Regions from separate parts of the Lactuca sativa genome. Here region 2 is linked to region 1. The links are chromatin contacts, called in public Hi-C maps. All regions are on one chromosome and are shown on one strand. Each heading gives the region's core, a stretch centred on a gene start, on an enhancer-like site or on the middle of the called end of the contact. The rest is flanking DNA. Distances are from core to core; before and after follow the strand shown. Region 1 holds the start of LOC111895290 (glutathione S-transferase T3-like). Region 2 holds the start of LOC111895295 (nuclear transcription factor Y subunit B-1).

Region 1 (6,870 bases), core at 2,215-4,714:
TAAGACTGTCACGGGTATCGGTGGATTGACCATAGCAATTGGGCATAACATAGTGATTGTGCGAACACTCATGGGTACTTAAAGGAGATTTAAGTATTGGAACAACCCGCACTTAGACATCACTTCATGGATACAGTCATGAGTAATTCTAAGATGATAATGTCTTCTATCTTCAAACCTAGATACATGTTGGGTTTTGCTCTATGATTCTGTTGTGTATTGGTATACTTTAAAACTATCCATAACTAGTAGAAATAAAGGATATGTACATATATGATATGATTAAATAGACAAAAACTATGTAGTCAAATTTTATTCTTCCCTTCTGCGTTAATAGGATAAGCAATATCTATGGGCTTTGCGATGATTTGGTGCTGACATCATGAATACCTGGTCGGGTCCTGATTGAAAATGATGCATTCAATTTAGTGTTTGGATTCCATCTTCACAAGTCTCCATTGGGAAACATAACCTTGAACCCTGAGATTAACCATTATCCATGTCTCAAATTCATACAGATATCATGAGAATGAAGGATAACTGATCTCTTATCTGAGGGCTGAAGCTGATTAGATCAGAGTTTAGCAGATGCATTGGATAACATTCTCTCTGTTGATTATTAGAGAAGTATTGGACCATATATAGTTGATGAATTATCCAAGTAGGAGACTGTTGGAAAGTGTGTCCAAGGTCATTAACTATTAGTAATATTTCTAAAAATGCAGGGTTCTCTTGGGTTTCCCTGAAGACTCAAATTAAGTAGAATAAATAAAGGATGAATTAGTTTATTAATTATTATGGTTTAATAAACAATTAAAACTAATTGGAAAAACAAATTGGGAATTAATTAACAATTTAATTAATAGAAGGGTTGAATATCAATTATTCAATAGTTGATTAATCAGGAATATTCCAGAACTCTAGAAAGAAGGGTGGTGGATGAAAATTCCCTTAGGATAAAGGGAATTTCGTTCTTGAATTATCCATCCCACATGGGCTTGGGGATAAAACCATAGAAGAGGTCCAAGGCTATAAATAAGGCCTTAGGGATTCATTATTCCTTGCTCATTCTTTGCTTGAATTTTCACCACTTCTTTCTCCCTCCTTGTGGACGAACTCTCCTGTAGTTTGTCCCCTCCTAATTATTTTTTATTCTAATCTTTTGAGTTCATTGGGTGTGAACCAAGAGAGGGATTTTGGTTTGGGTCCTTTACATCCAAACAAGGTGGCACGCACAGGAGCTCAAGAAAGAAGGTCTTTAGCTGCAAAATAGGTATGTGATTCTTCCTTTGTATTTTTGATTTCTAGGGTAGATGTAATTAGTATGATACCATAGATCCATAGGTTGCATGTGCACTTAGGTATATCACAGTTTTGATTGTTCCGTTACGTAGTTTATAGTGTACTTGATGCATAAAAACCCTAACAGTGGTGACGAGGCATTACCATGTTATGGTAAGCCAATCACCACACTGCAGACTGGGCCAAAACACCAAAACCTAACTCTTTTAATCTTACATACAAAACATAACTCATACTGGATTGGGTGTTGCCCAAACACTATATTAGTCTTTTTTTATGAATTCAACATCATGGTTGTTAAAGTTAGCAGTAGACGTAAGACTTTAAATGACATGATGGCAATGTCAAGCCTCACGCCATGACCCTTGACGAACCATGATGTGTTTTAAAGTGTGACAAGTTTATATACATTAAAAAAGATAAATCACATAATTACAGAATTATATCAAACATATTAAACTTTTAGAAGTGTTATATCAACACTTAAAATGAAAAAGTTAACAAAACTCAAATTGTTTTATGCTCGATCAGGAAAAAAAAAACCATGCGCCTTAGAAAAAACCCGTGCCATGACGCGATAAGGCGAGTCTTGACACGTTATTTGAACGTCATGCTTAATGAACCCACCATGACATTTTGACAACTACACATGCCTCATACCATGGCATGTCTTGGCACCAGGGCCATAGATGAGGGTGTGTAATGTCGGCACATACACAGACCCATTTTTTAAGAGCCCAATTTTTTTTAATACTAAACTCAAAATTTTGGTCCAAAGTCAATGCAAAATAGTCCAAAATTGGTATTCCGTCATATATGGGAGAAGACACAAGGCAACATCACAGTAGAAGGAGAAGACAACGTCTAAGGCCTCACAGAGACCAATCGATCACACTTCAACTACAACGAAAACAACATCAACTCAACAACAACCACTCCTGCTAATCTAATACTAATTAGGTAAACGATTATGAATTAGTTTTACAGTTTATCATTATCAGTTTTATGAAATTCATTTTTATCATAGTTTTACTTGAAATCTTCAATGTTGAATGAATGTTGTCATGTTGAATGAATCATTATCAGTTTTAAAGTTTATCACTAATTCGCTGTTGGGATAATCTTGAAACGGGGACAATTTTGGTCCCAGAGTATTTTCCAAAAGATTGTCATATTTTAGTTTTGGTATATGTTTAGGATTATGTTTTCCAGTTCCGGTATTTTACTATGTTTCTTTTATAATTAGTATATATATATATATATATATATATATATATATATATATATATATATATATATATATATATATATTCCCCTAATTTGATGTTAATTTAAGTTTTAAGTCCTTAAGTTTGTATTATGGTTTACGTTTAATAAGAAATAAAGTTTAGTCAACAAGTTTTTATCTCTTCTTTCCCTAGTTTCTTTTCATTCCCTGTTTACGATTCTCCTTGGTGAACAAGGACTTGCACCTGTTCTATTGGTTACATTTGATAGACTTGGTCAACAAGTCAATTTTCCAAAAGTTTTTTTGTTACCGGTTCTTTTTTAACTCTCATTTGTTTACTGCCTAATTGTTTTGTTTCTGTCAAAAAGACTAAATCATGTTGATCAAGGTTAATCTCCATGTTTACGACTCACATTCACTATATTATAGTTAATATATCAAGGTTAATCTCCACGATTATTAGATTATTATTATAGTTAATGAGTAATGATTTTTACACGTTAAGGCATGAGGACTTTTTTTTCCGGCTCGTTCTAGGCATTTGAATCCTCAGGACCAACCCTCCTTGGGAGTTGGGACGCACCATGTACACCTTTTAGACCATCCGGTGTACATTGCACGAACGCGTCTGTGGTCTACTTGGCCACGAACCACGGCCGTGCACACCACCCCGGTGGTTCGTGGTGGCTCGTGGTCGTGGCCCTCCGTGGCCCGGACAACGAATGCAAACGACCAATGATACGATGCGCAGCTATTCGACCGTTTCTTGTATCCGTTGTATAGCCGTTGTTAAACGGCTAGATTAATAAAAATAAATAAATAAATAAATAATTTATTTACCTATAAATACCATACTTTTACTCCTTATTTTTTACACCATTCTTTTCTTTCTCTATACACAAACTACACACTACATCTTCACAACCAAAAATCATGGATCCCAACCAAAATACCCTTCCAAACTACCGAAATCGCAAACTCGATGATGCTTTTGCGTTAGACACAACACCTCGACAATTCCCGACGATGGAGTCACCTCAAGGCGGTTTTATCAATCTACTTCAAAGTGGTTCCCCTATCCAACAAACACCACTTTTCCAACAACAATATCAACCTTTTCCGGCTTTCCAACAACAACAAATGCAACAACAATACCAACAATTTCAACAATTCCAACAACTACAACAACTACAACAACAATCGTCACAACAACAACAACCACCAAGCTCACAACCACCACTTTCGCCGGATTTTGTTCCGGAAACGCAACCTTCACCACCACCTCAACCAAAAAAGAAAAAAGGAAAAAAACCGGCCCGACCCACTACCAACCAAGAAAGGGTCCCATGGACAAAAGAAGAAGAAGAAAAGTTAGCGGAGGCATGGGTGGCGGCTTCCGAAGATCCAATTGTAGGAGATAGCCAGACGTACGGAAGTTTTTGGGAAAAAGTCCGAGCCATTTTTTACGAGTTAATGAAAAGTCAAGCTCGAAATGCCGATCAAATTACGTCGAAATGGCGAGATATTCGATTAAAATGCACCGATTTTGGAGGAATCTACAACAATCTCCTAAACATACGCAAAAGCGGCTCGAACGATTTTGATGTTTTCAAGGCGGCCATGGACCAATATGAAAAAACAACGCCTACACGCAAAGCTTTTCCGTATATGAAGCCGTGGCTAAAATTGAAAGACTCCCCAAAATGGAAAGAGCAAACGGAAGGAAGTTCCCAATCTTCCGGTTCAAAGCGTTCAAGAAACCCCGATGGAGCTTCTCAACAATCGGACGGCCGAACACATATCGACATCAACGACGATCCAATAGATCTTGAAACCGACCAACCTCTTCCTCGGCCCGTTGGAAGAAATAAAGCAAAAAAAGCGGCGTCAACATCTTCGAATTCTAGTGTTATGGATATGTTCGACGATAAATTTGATCGATATGTGCAGCTTCAGGAAACGAAGGCCGAGGTGATGACTCGGATGGAACAAAAAATGATCGAAGCACAAACATCATTTCAAGAGGCACAAGAGACACTCCAAACAAAAACCGATATGGAAATCTTGAAAATGAAAGCGGACGACCTTGAGGGCGAAGACTTGAAACTTTTTCTAGCAATGAAAGAGTCGGTTCGAGCCCGACGCAGGCGTAGGGGGTAGTTTATTTTATGTATAGTTGGAATTTTTAGTTTTTTTAATGTTTTTTTTTAATTTTTTTTAAATTAACTAATGTAATTTTTATTTTGATTGTTATTTTTATTTTATTTTTTAATTTCAATTAATTTAGTTTTTATTTAATGTAATTTGGTATTTTAATTTAATGGAAAAATAGTATTAAAAAATGTTTTTAATGTATTTTTGAATTAAATTTAAATAAAAAAATGAGGTGGAGTGGTGTGTTTAGTGGTAAGTATCCCATGTATGTGATAGTGGAATGTGGTGATGATGTGGCACCCACCACATATGTGGTATGTGGTGGGTATAACGGATGGCCTTAGAACCATTGATATAAGGACCAAAGTGCTAGAAACCATGATATAAGGACAAAATTTTCAAAAAGGCTCATTTGTGTATCTAAACCAAAAAGCCCAACTACAAACAGGATTGAATTTGTAAATTAGTTATTTTTATAAAAAAAAAAATAATAATAATTAAATACAGGTTTTGTTATGATCTGATTACATAACATGTTATTTTTAGTTTGATTAAATTGAGTTTTCCTTTGTAAGTTGCTTGCAAGTCTAAAAGAAACTGTAGATTACCATCCTTACCTAATCTGGAAACATCCGTTTCCTTAACCTCTCGTTGCTTGCGTCACCGTCAATCAACACAGGCCACGTGTCCCCCTTGTTTTAATCTGCACCCCTCTCAGATAATCACTGACGTCTATACATCATATTAGGCAACGTAAGTCACCACACTCACCCTTTCTTCTCACACAAACACCACAAAACACACACTCACATATACAAATATTTTTATAAAGTTTAAACCAAAGGGTTAAAATCATGATTTATCTTAAATTATCCCTTGTATGTAAAACAATTCAAATATTACTGGAATAAATTTAGGTAAGATTTAGATTATTATCATTCATTTAATTAATTTTTAAATGTTTAATATTTTTATTAGATTGGTTAATTGAATCGGATATGAATTATAGAAAATTCATTTTGATTTGTTAACAGATAAAAAAATATATTTTTTATGTTTTAAATTATTATTAGTAGTTTTAAATTATTATTATTAGGATCTTATGATATTAGTTCGATGTGGGTATTGCAAAGTAGATGTAGGTGGATTTAAGTGTTAGTTTAGGAGTAGATTATATATTATATTGTCGGTTAAAAAAAATCTTATAATAATTAACTTCTTAATCCAACAATTCAAAGGCAGTTTTCAAAAATAATAATATACTTTACTCTAATAATTATCCATAATAATGATAGAGATAAGTTTAATTGAGAAAAGCAAAAGGGTTGGAAATGGTGAAATCAATCTCAGTCACATTTATTTAATTTTTCGCAACACTCTATTGTATTGACGGAAATAAACAAACGTATACACATGTGTTTTTAAAGTATTAATATGTTTCCTAAAACTATGCTTTACATTACCTTTAGTTTGAGACGAAGACATAGGGCGTGTTATTGTTTGACACGGAACGTTTGAAAGCTTTTAGTTTTCTAGCTTTTTGACAAAACGTTCCAATTTTAAACAAAAAACTTTGTTTGACACTATAAAATTTTAGTGTTTAATTTAAAAAAAAAAAAAAAAAAAAACGCTTCAAATGTAAATATTATGTCACGCAACGTTTAACAAAATGTTATCAGCTACCAGCTACTTGATACTCGTTACTTATTACCAGCTAATTTTTGCCACACACAACCATATAATTTCAAAAAAGAGAATTGAGTTAACAATTCTAAAACAATATTATATATATATATATATATATATATATATATATATATATATATATATATATATATATATATATATATATATATATATATATATATATATATATATTGCCGAATGGAGTAGTAAGTTGTAACAAACATTTTTAATGCATATCATAAAACATAAAACATGTGAGAAGGTCACATAAAATGCATTATCTAAAGCGTAATTTATATACTATATAACACTATATAAATAAGAATGTGACAGTGCATTAATTTGTAAATCATTATTCTTTTATTACGTGTACTTATAAATAATACCACTTTTGCTAAATTTTAAGGAGTTAATTACTCGCTATTAATCATCAACACTTTCACATTTTTCATTTTCCCCCACTTATATATTCAAATCAATAAATATTTTTAAATTATAGC
Region 2 (7,375 bases), core at 1,481-3,980, 400 kb before region 1:
TATTGGTTGTTGCTATTTTCTTTTCTTTTTTTTTTTTTTCTTTTTTTTTTTTCTAAATAAAACATATTTAAAATGAGACACTACACTCCCTACCTTTTTCAATGTAAAATGTTAAACTTACGTGGCAATAAAAAGACATATGTGTCAATAAAAAAATTAGGTGACAATGTGCTAGGAGTGATAGCACTCCCTCCGGTCTTATAATCAATTATACATTTTCCAAAAAACAATTAAAGTTATCAGCTTTTAAAATATAATTTAAAAGGTTTTAAAATATAATTTAAAAGGTTAAGATATATTTTGAAGCTTTTACATAAACTTAAGCGGGTAAATGAAAATTCAATTGTATAAAATATTATATTATACCTCAATGCATACAGTTTTAGAGTCTTATCATATAAAGACATTAATTAAATTGAAATAGAATTATTATTCTTTTAAGCGAATGATAGTCGGTTTGATAAAACAAGAAATCAATTTTTAAGAGTTTGGTAAATAGACAAATGGTTTGTAGGTATTACATGATCCTAAGATAAAACAAGAAATCAATTTTTAAACTGTCATCTTCTTCCAATATTGCCACACCATTTATAGCCGTTAGTAACTATTGCCATTTTAGAAAAAATCGAAACCAAGATAGTAATATAAATTTCGAGGTCAAAGGTTCAAATCTCACCCGATACATTGATAGACATAGATGAAAACTTTCATTAATAAAAATATCATCAAATCAATGAACGAGTTACACATTTATTCCATGACAAAGGTTAATTTATTTACAAAAAACGCAATTTGATGAAACAGATAAATGAATTTGTTACGAGTGAATGGATTAGGATTCCTGATTTTTCAAGTAGGAAAGAATATAATAAATATACATATCATAAATTGATAACAAACTATTTCTATTGTTCATATAATACCATCAAAACATTGGTATTTTCATAGCACAAACTTTCAAATTCCACATTCAAAGATTCAGCAAGATAACATATAACTTTAGAAACATATAAACCTTTCAACAAACACATTAACTTCTACATGCCCCAAGAACAAAAAAAACGAGGCGAAATAAACAATATTTTTATACATATATATATATATTTAACTCTGGTATATGAAACACTATACGATATTATAAAAAAAGTACAAATCACGTTAAACTTCGTTTACTGACCCCACAAATATCATAAAATAACTGAATCAGTAAACATGATATGCTTGAACAACAACATGATGCCTCTTTGTCTGCAACAAGCATGACATAAAATGGTTATTCATGTATGTATATATACATATGTATGTATATATATATGTGTGTGTGTGTGTGAGAGAGAGAGAGAGAGGGAGAACCTGAAAGTTCAGACTTGTGAATTCACAAAGTTCATTCCTTGTGTAAAAGAACCTTGATGAGTAAACTGCAAATTCATTTCCAACAATGTTATAATAAATAAATCAATAAAAATAGTCAAAAAACATTGCTATTTTTTGCATATAGCTTACCTGTGCATTTGGAGCAAGCTGAGATTCAACCGTATCTTTCTTACTGGATCCATCACCACCCCTAGCACTAGCACTAGCACATACCTTAGCATCACCCTAAAAAAAACATAAAAAAGTGTTACAATAAATAAAAAAAGTGAAACTTTGTACTTAAATTAACATTGAAAGAAATTGATTAATAATTTGGTGTCAAAGAAGGATCACCCACCTCTAACTGCATGAATCATTTCCCAACATAAGCGTCCAATAGAAAAAAGGAAACAAAAAGAAATTATAAGTTAGACAAAGTATTTGAGAAATTGAACAAGAAAAAGATCATGTGTTACTAAAAAGGCAATGAAAAATCCATTACCTCTCTGTACCTAAATAGGTAAGCTTTGAGTGGATCAATGTAATCTTCAAAACCTAATGTAGCCATCGCCCACAACAAGTCATCACCATTGATCGTCTTCCTCTTCTCTTTCTGACACTTGTCACTAGCCCTATGTAAAGGTTCAATAAGACGATTGTTATAAATCAATGGCTTCTCAGATCATTATCAGTATTCCATGACAATTAAAAATCTAAAATTCTTATATAATCTTATAGCTAGTTTCATGAGTGTGCATACAGATTCAGAACTCAACATTTCATAGTATCTGAGTGAATTTGTGTTAAAATTGTGTATACATACTCGCTAGTGATGAAACTGATAAACTCGGAAACGCATTCTTGAACTGTATCTTTAGCGTCTTTAGCGATCTTCCCGTTGGTAGGCAACGCCTTTTTCATAATACGGCTTATGTTAGCAATTGGGAGGAATCTGTCTTGCTCTCTGATATTGTAATTTGACTGAGGACTCCGGTCTCCGCCGCTTTGACTCCCACCGGCCGGACTCCCAGGAGCATCCGCCATCCTATCCCCGACAGAAACCCTAATGACCCATCAGTAAACATACCAAAAAAACGAAATTCAAAGAAAGTTAAACTTATAAGCTTTTAGGGTTTACTTTTCGTAGACCAATTTTGGTGTAGTAGTTTTTTTTTTCACATACCTTTAGAGAGAGAAAGCTGGAGAGAGGGGGAGATGGTCGTATTTGGCGCGCAACGAGAGAGGAATTTGATTCAGCAGATCGGACGTTGGAGAAGAGAGATGAATTTGAGTTTGTGATGGATTGTTAGAGATCTGAGAGCTTGAGTTGAGGGAGATTTTTTGAGGTTTAATGGCTGCGTTTTATCTGCACCGTTCGTTGTTTTTAGCTACGGACAAATTCATTTAATATGTTTTTCCTTTTCAAGAAAATATAGACAACTTAAACGCTGTCGTTTCTGGAACTTAATAACTTGTCGTGGGCATTTTGATTTTGATTATATATAATCTTTAACACCGGCCGAGTTCAACTTAACGAAAGAAAAGAAAGGAAATGGACGGAAATGAGAGGAAAGTAAGAGAGATTGATGCTCCTGAGTTTCATTAAAGGAAGGATGTGGAAGGAAATAGAAGGATCACTTTCCCTCTTAACTTTCCTTCAGATTTGGGAGGATTTGAAAAAAAATAATAAAATGTTTAACTTTCCTTTTATTTCTCTCAAACTCGGAAGCAAAAAAAAAAAAAAAAAACAAATTTGTTTTCTTTTCTTTTCTCTTCTTTTCTCTCCTTACTTTCTTTTATATTCTCTTCTTTTCTTTGCTTCAACTCGGGAGCGAGATGTTAAACAAATGGTTTAATTTTGGATTACGGTTCAAAATTGCAAAAAACGGTCGTAAGTTTTGATGATGCATAAATGGTTCAATTTTGGATTTTTTTAGTGATTTTGGTCACTATCAGCTTGAAATGATGATTATATCCTTTTTATTTGTTTTTTTTTTTAATTTTTTTTATATTTATATTAATATTTTTAATTAATTAAAAACAAAAAAAGCTCACCATCCTCCCCTCTCTCTATTACTAAAATCATCTTCTTTCTAACTCTTTTCTAAACACACACATAACACGATCAAAAACATATACACACAATCTCAAGAACACCTCCACCTCCATCTCCGCCATCCATCATCGTTCACTGCCACCACCATCCGCCGCCAATCACCTCCATCTTCTCCACCCTAATCCCCCATATATCCTTACTTAACCTAGTGAACAATTGATTTTTCGGGTTTGCTCTTCAAGAACAATCAAATTTTTGGGTTTGTTTCTAGAATTGAAATCGATTTCTGAATCTAAAAAAAACTTATAGGTAATGGGTTTTCAAGAACAATCGATTTTTGAAAAATTGATTTCGTCTATATATTTCATATCATTTCTAGGTTTAGGGATTGAGTTAGAAGAATTTTGGAGGAACGAACAGTTTTGGTTGATCAGAGGTACTAGCGCTCATTTGGTTGTTTTTCAAGGATTTATGAGAGTGGTTACCAGAATCAAAATCTCATTCACATTGAAAGGGGTATCAGGCGCGATTCACATTCAACATTTCTAAATTTTAATCGAGTCCAATACACACACACATGTTTCCTCCATCATCTCCAATCACTCTTTATCCCTCCAAACAAATATGAAGTCGTAGCCATACCTCCAACGCCGATCTCTTATAGACGCATCCTACTTCGTCTCTCACTGCTCATGTAACGTCCCGAAAATTATAAGCTAAAAATTTCAATTTTAATTCAACACAAAACATAATTTATTCTTGTCAACCAATTAGAAGTACGTCAAAGTAAAATAAGTATCAGAGTATGATTCCCAAAATCATAAAGTGTAGAAACATGGGTGGATGCGTTGCGATCAAGCCGGGTTATTCCCTCTCAAATTGGAAGTACTTGAAACCATAAGCATAAAAACTGTAAGCACAAAGCATAGTGAGTTCCCCAAAATACCACATACCATACATATATACATACATCGGGCCCTGTCCGAAATCCATCATCCATCGGACCCCACCCGACATCAGGCCCATCCCGGTATAGATCTGTCAGCAACATGTGATGGCCCCCACCCAACACACTCATTAGGACCCACCTGGCATCGGGCCCCCGCCCGACATACATACAAACACATACAATACATGCAAGAGTCACACAAACATCTAGCATTCCAGTAACAATAATTTGTGGGCCGACATTGGTGCCTTCGACCTGCTAAACATAGTGAGGAGACTCACCTCAAACTAAAGATAACCAAATCACATGCATTGCTGCTACCAGGCTCCTTACACTGAACCCAACCAAATTATCCCTAATCAATAATTAAGGAAATTTCCAAAACCCAAAGTCCAATTCATATTCTATCCTTTAAACAGATAAAAGACCATTTTACCCTTCCCATATCTAACCCAACAACTCATGGCCCAACTCCCAAATGACCCAAGGCCCAAAAAGAGAGTTTCATAAGTACCCCTCGTGTACCAGAATCGTACACCCCTACGTCTACACACTAATGCCTAATGTACAACTCGTCACAGTATGATATCTGGAAAACATGTATTATGCTGAGTGTACGCATATGTACTCCCTAGGTAACCAAATCCCACTTTAAGCACTTAATGGTTAAGACCAAAACGTTTGAACTCAGATTTAACCTCTAAGGGATGTGTTAAGTTATAAAGTTTATGACTCTATGGCTTTACATGGCTTAATGGTGTCCAAACCAAAGCTTTAGATTCATAACTTTTGCATGGAAAGGATAGAAGGACCAAGATCATGTTTTTTATGGTTCCTAATAGCTCCATAGTTGGAAAACTTTATCCATTAGGATGGTCCAAACAACCGGGATCTATTCTCTAAGTCTCAAAGGGACCAAAAACGCATCTTTCTCGACTTAATCCATTAAGTCCAAGTCTCCAACCTTCAGATCTGAATCAATATGATGTTTAGATGGATAAAGTTTCCAACTTTATCCATAACAAGGTCACAAACTTTCAAGATCTAAACTTTATGCACTAAAGTGACCAAAAAGTGACAAATATGAAAATTAATAAGATATATGAAACTAATGAGCAACTTTGAAGCTTTTTACTCACAAAGGTCCAGAAATGATGTAATCATGCTAGATCTATTCTTGAATCCTTCATCCATACACCTTGCCACCACCTTGTTCTTCAAGATCCCACATTTTAATGGAGAAATAAGCTCATAAATAATGCCAAGACTCAAAATAAGAGAGAAAAGGCTAGAGTTTCGAGATTACAGCGTGAGGAGGGATGGAGGTTGAATATAGAGAGGGTTCCAAGAGTTAATGATGCTTAAATAGGTTCCATACCCTAAAAATTAGGGGTTTTCTCCTGCCAGCTTACGCACAACGCACCTATAAGTATGCCTAGCATACTAGAGTGATCTCGTATCTTTTGTAGTCAATACGCCCAACATACTACACGGTGTATGCCCTACGTACTGGATAAAGTCATGCTTTTCATTTATACTCCAAACAACCATAACTTCTTCGTTCCAACTCCAATTTCGGCGTTCTTTATACCCACATAAAGGTCTTGAAAGTCTACACAACCATATCTAATTAATTTTGACTTAAAAACACATCGAACAAAAACCATTAATTCATAAAAGAAGTCTGAAACATCACTTGTCCCGTTTTACCCTTTGACTCCAAAACACAAACCAAGGGCTTGGATCACATAACCAATATTATCAACATCCAATAGTGTCTAAACCTTATTTCATTGAATCCCGAGGCTTTTAATTGATCCATTTATTGTCCACAATCCCGAAATAAGAAACTGATCGAAACAAGATGTTACAACTCTCCCCCACTTAAATTAGATTTTGTCCTTGAAATCATTTATTACTACTTCCTTTACTATGCTAGTCGATCCTGCCCAAACTTCCTGAATTCTGTTTAAGATTGAAGATTCTTCCTATATTGATGACTGCCTCCCAAACCTACCATCCAAACTCCATAATAGCAGAAATCCCTTATACCTCATAAAGAATGAACCTTAACACTTTGCCCTCAGCCAAAGAAAGAAACCCAACTGCTCTACTTGAGAACTATAACAAATACCTTATTCTTCCCAACTAAAAGACCTCAAATCATAGCGATAAGGACTCAAAGTAGGAAATTTACCGAAAATAGGAATCCATCAATTTAAACCCTAGAAATTATTCCCTTGGACTGCTGGTCATTCATTCGTCGTACCCTCCCCTAGTCCTTGACTAGGAACACCACTCAACCATGCAGAAGGAATACTCAAAATATATCAATCGTGAATTTCATCCAATCCCAATCCAAAGATTGTGCCCAACAACCTTAAATACATACTTGACTTACTGACAAGTCATCACCAACTTGCTGATCCCACGAGAATAAGGATGGTCAATCCAAGAATTCTCATGTTGCATCCAAATCCATTATTAGCTCAGGTGTACCTCAACCTAAAAGATCACTCGATACATTCACAATGAATATCATGACTCGAGATTCCATAACCGATACCCAACATTGGTAACCAAACTCCTGATAAACAGCCCGCAAGCAAATAGGATTCATAATGTGAACACTCTGCAAGAGACTTCTGATGCGCAACTATTACTCCCAACAACCTTTAACTACCCACATGATCCAAACCAGCTGGTTACTGAGTCTCCCGACTCCCACAATGCACTAACACCCAAATATGCCAATAAAAACTAACGATCTGAGACCTAAGAGTCTCAATAAAAAACTACCGGTGTAACGCTGATAACTTCATTTTATTACTTCTTTTCCTAGTTTATTTTTAGTTCATTCCATCTCATTTGAGTCAATATCTATGCATATTTTCCCTTTTTGATATTTTTCAACTTTATCGGGTACTTTCTAGTCTTTTGAGCTTAATTGCAGGAATTACCAAAGACTATTCGACATGGAGGTATGGAAGGAGTACAAGACCTTTGGAGGCTTGCGG

The links. A called contact is a pair of places that touch in the nucleus more often than the background predicts.
Region 2: a contact with region 1 is called in a Hi-C map of leaf, with 4 times the contacts expected there. The contact joins the promoter of LOC111895295 here to the promoter of LOC111895290 in region 1. A contact is called at or near these places in 2 of 4 Hi-C or Micro-C datasets (both in leaf).

The regions. Positions count from the first base shown.
Region 1 is chr9:97,020,572-97,027,441 of Lsat_Salinas_v11, reverse strand. It overlaps LOC111895290 (glutathione S-transferase T3-like), which reads left to right and starts at 3,464. Exons shown (of 2, transcript XM_023891381.2): 1 at 3,464-3,672; 2 at 3,757-4,690. The coding sequence starts at 3,464. The coding sequence ends at 4,690.
Region 2 is chr9:97,421,344-97,428,718 of Lsat_Salinas_v11, reverse strand. It overlaps LOC111895295 (nuclear transcription factor Y subunit B-1), which reads right to left and starts at 2,730. Exons shown (of 6, transcript XM_052767264.1): 1 at 2,537-2,730; 2 at 2,177-2,416; 3 at 1,712-1,985; 4 at 1,504-1,599; 5 at 1,354-1,418; 6 at 921-1,248. The coding sequence starts at 2,397. The coding sequence ends at 1,829.